Linked DNA regions of Gossypium arboreum: region 1 is linked to region 2. A link is a contact called in public Hi-C data. All regions are on one chromosome and are shown on one strand. The core of a region is the stretch at or near the end of the contact, and the rest is flanking DNA. Distances in the headings are between cores, read along the strand shown.

What was found. Hi-C and Micro-C count contacts between places; a contact is called where the count stands out from the background.
Region 1: a contact with region 2 is called in a Hi-C map of leaf, with 3 times the contacts expected there. The contact joins the promoter of LOC108469239 here to the enhancer-like site in region 2. A contact is called at or near these places in 2 of 5 Hi-C or Micro-C datasets (both in leaf).

The regions. Positions count from the first base shown.
Region 1 is chr8:9,495,439-9,499,540 of ASM2569848v2, reverse strand. LOC108469239 (probable copper-transporting ATPase HMA5) reads left to right here and starts at 1,465. Exons shown (of 2, transcript XM_053018194.1): 1 at 1,465-2,103; 2 at 3,356-4,102. The coding sequence starts at 1,813. The coding sequence ends at 3,532. LOC108468129 (a long non-coding RNA gene) reads left to right here. Exons shown (of 2, transcript XR_001868968.2): 2 at 1-103. It also overlaps the pseudogene LOC128279282.
Region 2 is chr8:9,403,416-9,407,213 of ASM2569848v2, reverse strand. No RefSeq gene overlaps it. Among protein-coding and RNA genes, the nearest start is that of LOC108470047, 7.2 kb to the right of the region's middle. Within about 2 kb of position 1,658, at least 2 of the 2 cell types and tissues checked have an H3K27ac peak or open chromatin away from gene starts, as enhancers often do. A contact at or near this core is called in leaf, where this site is marked.

The DNA of each region.
Region 1 (4,102 bases), core at 216-2,715, 93 kb before region 2:
TTGGGTTGTTGGGCCTCGGGCAAATTTGGGCCTCTACAAATATAATAGACACAATTGAATATTTAAAACCACATTTATTCATACTATGACATTAGCCATACAATACTCAATTCATGAATACATCATTATATACCATAATCAATTTTCATTACTTACTATATAATAGTTTTCCATTCCACATATTATTTAAATAATGACACTATCCATTCTACATTCAATTCATGAGTTCCATGTATTTACAATATATTTCACATTCTATTTCAATTCATTATTTTAATTCCATTGTGAGATGTTGGCTTGAAGAAGAGATTAAGCAATCACTGCTAATTGATGATAATTTTCATTAGGATGATGCTCGCTTTATTTTTAAACTTATGTTCAACAAAAAAAAAAAAAAAGATGAGATTTAATTCATTAATATTGTGAAAAATAAATATAAAATTTTTAAAATTAATTAATAAATTAAATATAACATGAATTTTGTAAGAAAACAATATGAATTGAATTAATGAAAATATATTTTTATAAAGAATTTGTCATAAATTAATTTTTTTCATTCCAAATTTGTCCATATATAAACAAAACATAATAAAATTTGTCCAAAATTGTTTCTATATTTTTATGAGGAATTTGTTTTGAATTAAATTTTTAAATGAGTTATACACGGTAGATTATTATGGTAACAAATGACAATTTATAAATTGTGCCATATAAGAATTGTTTCCTTTTGTGTAATCTCATATTATTATAATATATATATATAAAATATTTGTTATTATGTCAGTGGAGTTTTAGACTTCAAATGCAATGTTAGGGAGTTGATAAGTGTTTTATATAGGGTATATTAGATATATTAAATATGCTCTAAGATTTTGTACTCCTCGAATATTTAGAATTTAGTCATTTTACTTTTATTATAAGGCATTTACTCTCTCTACTTTTTAGATTTAAAAAGCAAGTTGAATTGTTAACATCTTTAAATTTTTTTGTTAAATTTAAGATCATTATATCGTCATTTTTTAGTTACATAGTTATCAAATGAATTTTTTTTAATTTCAAAATATCATACTAATAAAATTAACCAAAAAATAAGATGTTAATTATTGGATTTAAATTTGAAATATAAAAATAGAATAATTAAATTTCAGAAAATAAAAATATAAAGATTAAAATTAAAATTTATTAGACTTATATAGTATATTTGAACAAATTTTAAACCAAGAAATGCAACAGTTTGAACCAATTGAGAAATGGGCAAAGCGCAAAATGTTCCGTTCACACGCCGAAAAGTACAAAACTAGGGGACGTAGCCCTGATGCGAATACGGCCCCACTTTATCCGATGTGCGAGCATATGAAAATTCCACGTTGTAAAATTTGCCTTCACGGTCCCCAGACGACGTTTTGACCGTCTTCTCACAATCCTATAAATTACGCTGCATGGTACCCTTTTCAACTTGTATTAGCCTTGTTTGAAAAATAAATAAATTAAATCTTGATATAGTTGCTTTGCTTTTGCTTCTCTTAAACTGAGTTCCAAGCAAAACCCTTTTCTGTTTTTCCTCTGATTTCGCTAAGGTCTTCTTTGGGTAGTTTGAGATTTGAGTTTTTCATCATACTATGTCTTCTCAATCTTCTAAGGAATCAGTTCATGATTTCACTGTTAAGGTTCATTTTGGGTTTAATTCAAATTTATACCCCCATAGATTCAATTTAAATTGTCTTTCATTTATCTCACTGGGTTTTGTTTTTTTTTTTTTTGGCTGTTCAGGATGCAAGAGGGAATGATGTTGATGTGGCAAGAAGTTTGACGATGGCGATAAAGTTGTTAGCTTCGTCATGCGTAAGGAAGGAGAGTTCTGGGGATTTGTCACCAAGGCCTCATTATCCATCGATTCCCAAATACCCAAAAGGGGTTACGGCACAAGAAACGAGCTTGCAGGGATCAGAGGCGAAAGCTATGTTTTCAGTGATGGGGATGGCATGTTCGGCCTGCGCTGGCTCCGTCGAGAAGGCTATTAAGAGGCCTCCGGGAATTAAGGAAGCTGTTGTTGATGTTTTGAACAACAAGGCGCAAGTTATGTTCTACCCAAGTTTTGTTAACGTAAGTTTTTCTTAATTTATGTTTCGATAATTGAATTTCAGAACAACTAGCTTTTAATTCATCAAGTCGGATATTCAAATTAATTGCAGCCTTCTAAAGACATGCATGAATAGGACAAGAAAAATGTAACCTTTTTTTTGTTTGTTTGTGCAATGAAACAATTGTTTTCACTAAGCAACAAAAACAAGATTTGGTTCTCTGCTTTGACAAGTTTGACTTTATTGACTTTATTTCCACTTACCTTTGCTTGGGGAGGATAAGGAAGAAACAACTTAAAGTAGGCATGATTATGAACCCTTTGATTTTGACTTCTATTGATGCTTTACCGACAAATCTACAGGTTGCTGCAATTTGTTTTTGTGAATGGGGCCAGCTTGGTAGTGAGCCATGAAACCCCACCTTACGTGTTATATACTTAAATCCCAAGTACCACCCTTCAAATTTTAAGTCTACTCAAATTTGGCTTCTCATATTGTCAATCCAATGATTAGGATATTTATATATTTCATCAATTTAACTTCTATATTTGTTAAATTGTTTCATTGTCTCACGTTTCGTCTAGGTTAAATTGTTTTTATATTAGATTTTTATATAAAAATATAAAAAGACAATAGCGTCTAATATTTCTTATTTTTAAATGAATTTTTTAAATAATTTTTCAATTGAGTTTATGTTTAGTCTATTGTGTTACTAATTCTATTAATAACTTAAATATAATAACTATAGATATAATATTTTAAATTATTTTTATATCAAAATATAAAAATAAAAATAAAAACATTATTATAATAATATTTGGTAATTTTTTATTTTTAATAAATTTTAATTGAATTGATGTTGGATTAATTTGTGTTATTAATTCTGTCAGAAGTTTAAATATATTACGTATAGATATAATATTTAACTTTTTAAGTGAGCTGAGGGAAAACTAAGGGGAAAAAATATACTTCTACATCAAGAGCTATGCTTCATGTTGTTTACTGTTGGATGCTAATTTCCAAATGACAAAAAGGGTTGGACTGAAAGTTTTACTACAGCTTTTCTCATTGTTACAGATGCAAAAAGATATTACTTGATGACGTTAAGTGAATGAAGTAAAGCTTAAAAATGTATCCCACTAATTGTTCTTGCAGTTTCATTAGAAGGTGCAGGATTTAGCTCCTAACTTATTAGATGCAAGTTGGACTTGAATCTGTCTTGTTCTTTTGTTTTTTTATCTTGAACAAGGTTTTGAAATATTAAACATTTATAGGAAGAGAGCATTCGTGACGCCATTGAAGATGCTGGATTTCAAGCTGCATTGATCCAAGACGAGACCGACTATAAATCCGTTCAAGTCTGCCGTATTCGGATCAACGGAATGACATGCACTTCTTATCGACGGAATGACAGGCAGCTCCCGGTGTGCAAAAGGTCCAAGTGGCTTTAGCAAACGAAGAAGCACAGATTCATCATGATCCCAAAATCATAACCTGCAATCAACTCATGGAGAAAATAGAAGAGACCGGATTCGGAGCCGTACTTGTTAGTACTGGAGAAGACATGAGCAAGATCAATCTCCGTATCGACGGTGTAAGGACGGTTAACTCGATGAGAGTGCTTGAAAATTCCCTTCAAGCACTCCCTGGTGTTCAAGCTGTACAAATATCCCCTGAACTCAAAAAAATTGCAGTCTCATATAAACCAGCTATGACAGGACCAAGAAACTTCATCAAAGTAATAGATTCAACAGGTAGTAGCAGGCGTTTTAAGGCAACGATATATTCCGAAGGTGAAGGTGGTGGAAGGGAATCTCATAGAAAGGAAGAAATTAAGCAGTACTTCAGATCCTTCCTATGGAGCTTGATTTTCACTACTCCTGTATTTTTAACCTCCATGGTTTTCATGTATATCCCTGGAATTAAACATGGATTGGACACCAAAGAAGTGAATATGTTAACTATAGGTGAAGTCATAAGATGGGTGCTATCAACTCCGGTTCAGTTCATAATAGGGAGAC
Region 2 (3,798 bases), core at 409-2,908:
ATTTTGAAAAAGATAATTTATTCATTTAATTTAATTTAAATATATAATTGTATTAATTAAAATATATATATATATAAGGGTGCCGACCATTATAGTGCCGACACCAAAAAAAATATTTTTTAAACCCCCAGCAACCAGTAGCCAATGATGGGAGAAAGACTAACTTGGGTGTCGACCATGAGGGTGACGACACCACTCTCCACTGTTAATTTCAGGTTATTCTTGTCATTGTTTTTAAAGTTGAGTCATTCTTGCAAATAATTATTTTTTGAGTTAATTTAATAAAAAAAAAGCCAGATAAAACAAGTTTTGATCATGGAGAAAAAAATCGATTTACCTAACTAGAACCGATATACTCATTTTTTTTATGAGCTTTTTTACTCTAATATATAAATAATCTAAATTTGTTTTCAAAATAATGCATTTTTTTAATAATAACCAATCTAATATAAGTTTTTTAAAAGTGGAGAGAGAAATCAGTTTAATGAAACTAATTTTTGAATTTTTATGCATAAAACCCACCTCCCCATGTACCTATCAATCAAATGAAAGGAAATAAAAAAAAACATTAAGATTTAAAAAAAATTAATGAAGTGACATGTCAGAAAATCAAACCAAAATTGATTTAGAACTAAAAAAGTTGACGGAATGTTGGAACCAAAATCAGTTCAAATAGATCGATTTTTAAGTGATCAACGCATGGTAATTGGTGCCATTTTAGTACATTTCGTATTGGTTGGAATGCTCTATTATGGTAAAAATTATAACAACAAATTTTAAATTTCGTTCTATGCAAATTTCAATAGTATCATGGTGTGTTTTATTTGATTTAGCCTACCCAAAAAATTAATTTTAAGTAAACCATATGTATATATATGAGGTGATTTAATTATTCTGATTTTCTTTTATTTTTAACGTATCAAAATTGTAAATTGAGTCATACATTTCCCGAATGAAAGGAGGGGCATAATCTAGTGTAAAACAATTAAAGAGAAAAAATGAGTGAATTTTCAACTATATTGAAAAGAAAAAAAAAAAGAAAACTTCAATAACTATTAGTCACCAAACATGCTTGGCGAAAATAAAAAAAAAAAATATATATATATATATATATATATATATGTTGTATAAAGCGGCAAATATGATTGGAAGTCATAGTTTGACGAGTGCAAAGTACAGCAGGGGAATTCACCCGAAAGACCAGAGTTGCACCATGTCCCCTTTCTCAAGTTGGTTCTTCTTGACAACAGGGTTCTACGTGTTGGTGAGGACATAGAGCGAGGTGTTCCCCATAACCCACTTGTTAAAGGTAATGCTTGTTTGCTTCAACGATGGGTCTAAGAGGCACACCTGCATGGGTTTTTGTGAGCCAAGCCAACTTTTTAGCCTCTGCCTCGTTGAGGAAGTCATGAGTCTTGACTTGGGAGAAGGGTATGGAGAAACGACTGGCAGTAGGGTGACATCGGAGTAAAAGATGATCTTTTGGATGACCAAAACCAAACCCGTACCACCCATTTCTTCAAGTATATGTTGTTTGAATTTTGGAGGCAAGTCTGGTGGTGGCAGTGGGCAAACGGGTTTATGTTCTTCTTGCTTCTCTTGAGCTTTGGTTTCGGTGCTTCCCATTCGCGATCGTCTTCCTCTTCTAGTGTTGTGAATGCACGTTTCCTTTTCAATCCAACACCGTTGTTGAACTTGAACCTCAGGTTGAAACACATATTGTTGGGTGGTGCGTTGTATAGAAAATGCTTCAGGTAGTCATTATGACGACTTTTCTGCAATTTCAGTTGGTCAACTTCGGTTACTTGTAACAGGATATCAAAAGGACTCCAATTGGGATTGATCTTCTAATGCTTGAAATCATCATGGCAGAGCAGTTTCATCATCTTACTGTCTTCTGTATTTACTTGCAACTGAGAACAAATTTTGGTTACCGTTGCAGTACTGGTGAATGGGGGTAGGTTGCCTGGTTATTTGGTTGGGTGGGCCTTGTTTCCTTTTCTGTGTGTAATATTATAGAATCCATCATCTTTTTATACATTGCAACATTCGTTGCCCATCAATTCTTTTTTTCATAGCCTGGTTATCTGGATTGAAGGGGAATTTTAATGTTCTGTTACCTACGCCCAATTCAAGAAACACAAGATGAAACCTCCAGTGAGCTACACTCTTTCAGTAAGTTGACAAGTGTTATAAAAGTATAATAAAATATTAAAAAGAATACTTTTAAAAATAGATATATGATAATTTTTAAAGTTAATTGCAGAATAAAAAAAAGGTATATTGTGTGTATCAAATATTAACCCATATTATATATAAGTTTAAATTTTAAATTTTTTAAATTACTAAAGTTATGCCATTTAACTATATAATTTTTTATTTAATTTAATTAATATTTATAAATAGAGTTAACATGATATCAATCTACTCCAAGATTAATAAATTTTAAATATAAAACTTTAATTAATTTATTTAAAATTTCGATTTGGTAATTATTCTCGTTGAAAATAAAATAATTTAATTTAATTAGAATATAGTGCTTAACCTACACTTAAATTATAAGTTTTTTAGGAAATTAATATAAGTTTTAGACTTTTAAATTACTTGTTTTGATAAAATTTGTTACGAGAATATTTTTCAATATTTAATAATTTATGGATAAAATTAAAATAAATAAAGAAGAAATAATTATATATAATTTTAAAATTTTACAGAAACTATTAATATAAAATGATAATAGAATTTTATTTTAAATAACATACTCTTTTAAGAGAATATTGTAATTATAATTTATATATGTAATTATATATTCAAAATTTAGTGAAGGCATTATAAATAATTTTAAAACAGAAAATAATTAATTTAATTTTTGATAGAGTGAAATAGCAAATTGAAAATAAAAGGATATGGAAAAATCCGAACTAATCGATAGAATTTGAATCGATCTACTCGGGATGGAATAGATTTTTTTTTTAAAAATGAATGTGGGTGGGATGCAGTGGATTTTTTATTTTGGAAAATGTGTATGGAGCAGTCATGGTAATTGCTTACTCTACTCTACTCTACTCTACCTCGCTCCACTTTGTTATATTACCATTTTATCTTTGTTTATATAAAACTATTAAAAGATAAAAGTGATGTATTATATAAAAAAATTCTATATATTTTATATTTAGATGTTGTTGCGAAATATTATGTTTAAATGTTTACTTAACTTCAAATTTATATTTTTTTTATAGAACTTGACTTTAAAAATATTAATAATAAGTAAAAAATTTAAATCGAAACAGAATAACATAGGAATGCAAATAGATGCATCCAACATTTATAGAGGTAATACATGTTTTTAAAATTATACATTTATAATGAAGTGGGACAGATGATATTCCGCCCACTCCATCACCAAAACCCAGGTATTGTTAAATTCAAGCACAAACAATTGTATGTAAATAATAGCTATAAAAAATACAAGAAGCTATCTTCTTTTTTTCTGAAAATATTAACTTCATTAAAGACATTGAAAGGACTAAAGAATAATAAAACTCAAATACAGACAATCTAAATACAGAAAATCACAGCCTAACTAGCCTAACGAAAAGGTCATAGGGGACCTAGCACAAGAGGCTATAAATGACCAACGAACACCGCAACCTTGCCCCAAACAACAAAAACCCACAATAGTCTTTGCCCATCACCACCAAGGAAAAGTGAAGCTTCCATTTGAGATTGTATGGCAACACAGGAGACCGAAAACCACTCAACCATGAAAGCCTTCGGTTGGCGTCACACAGCCTAAAA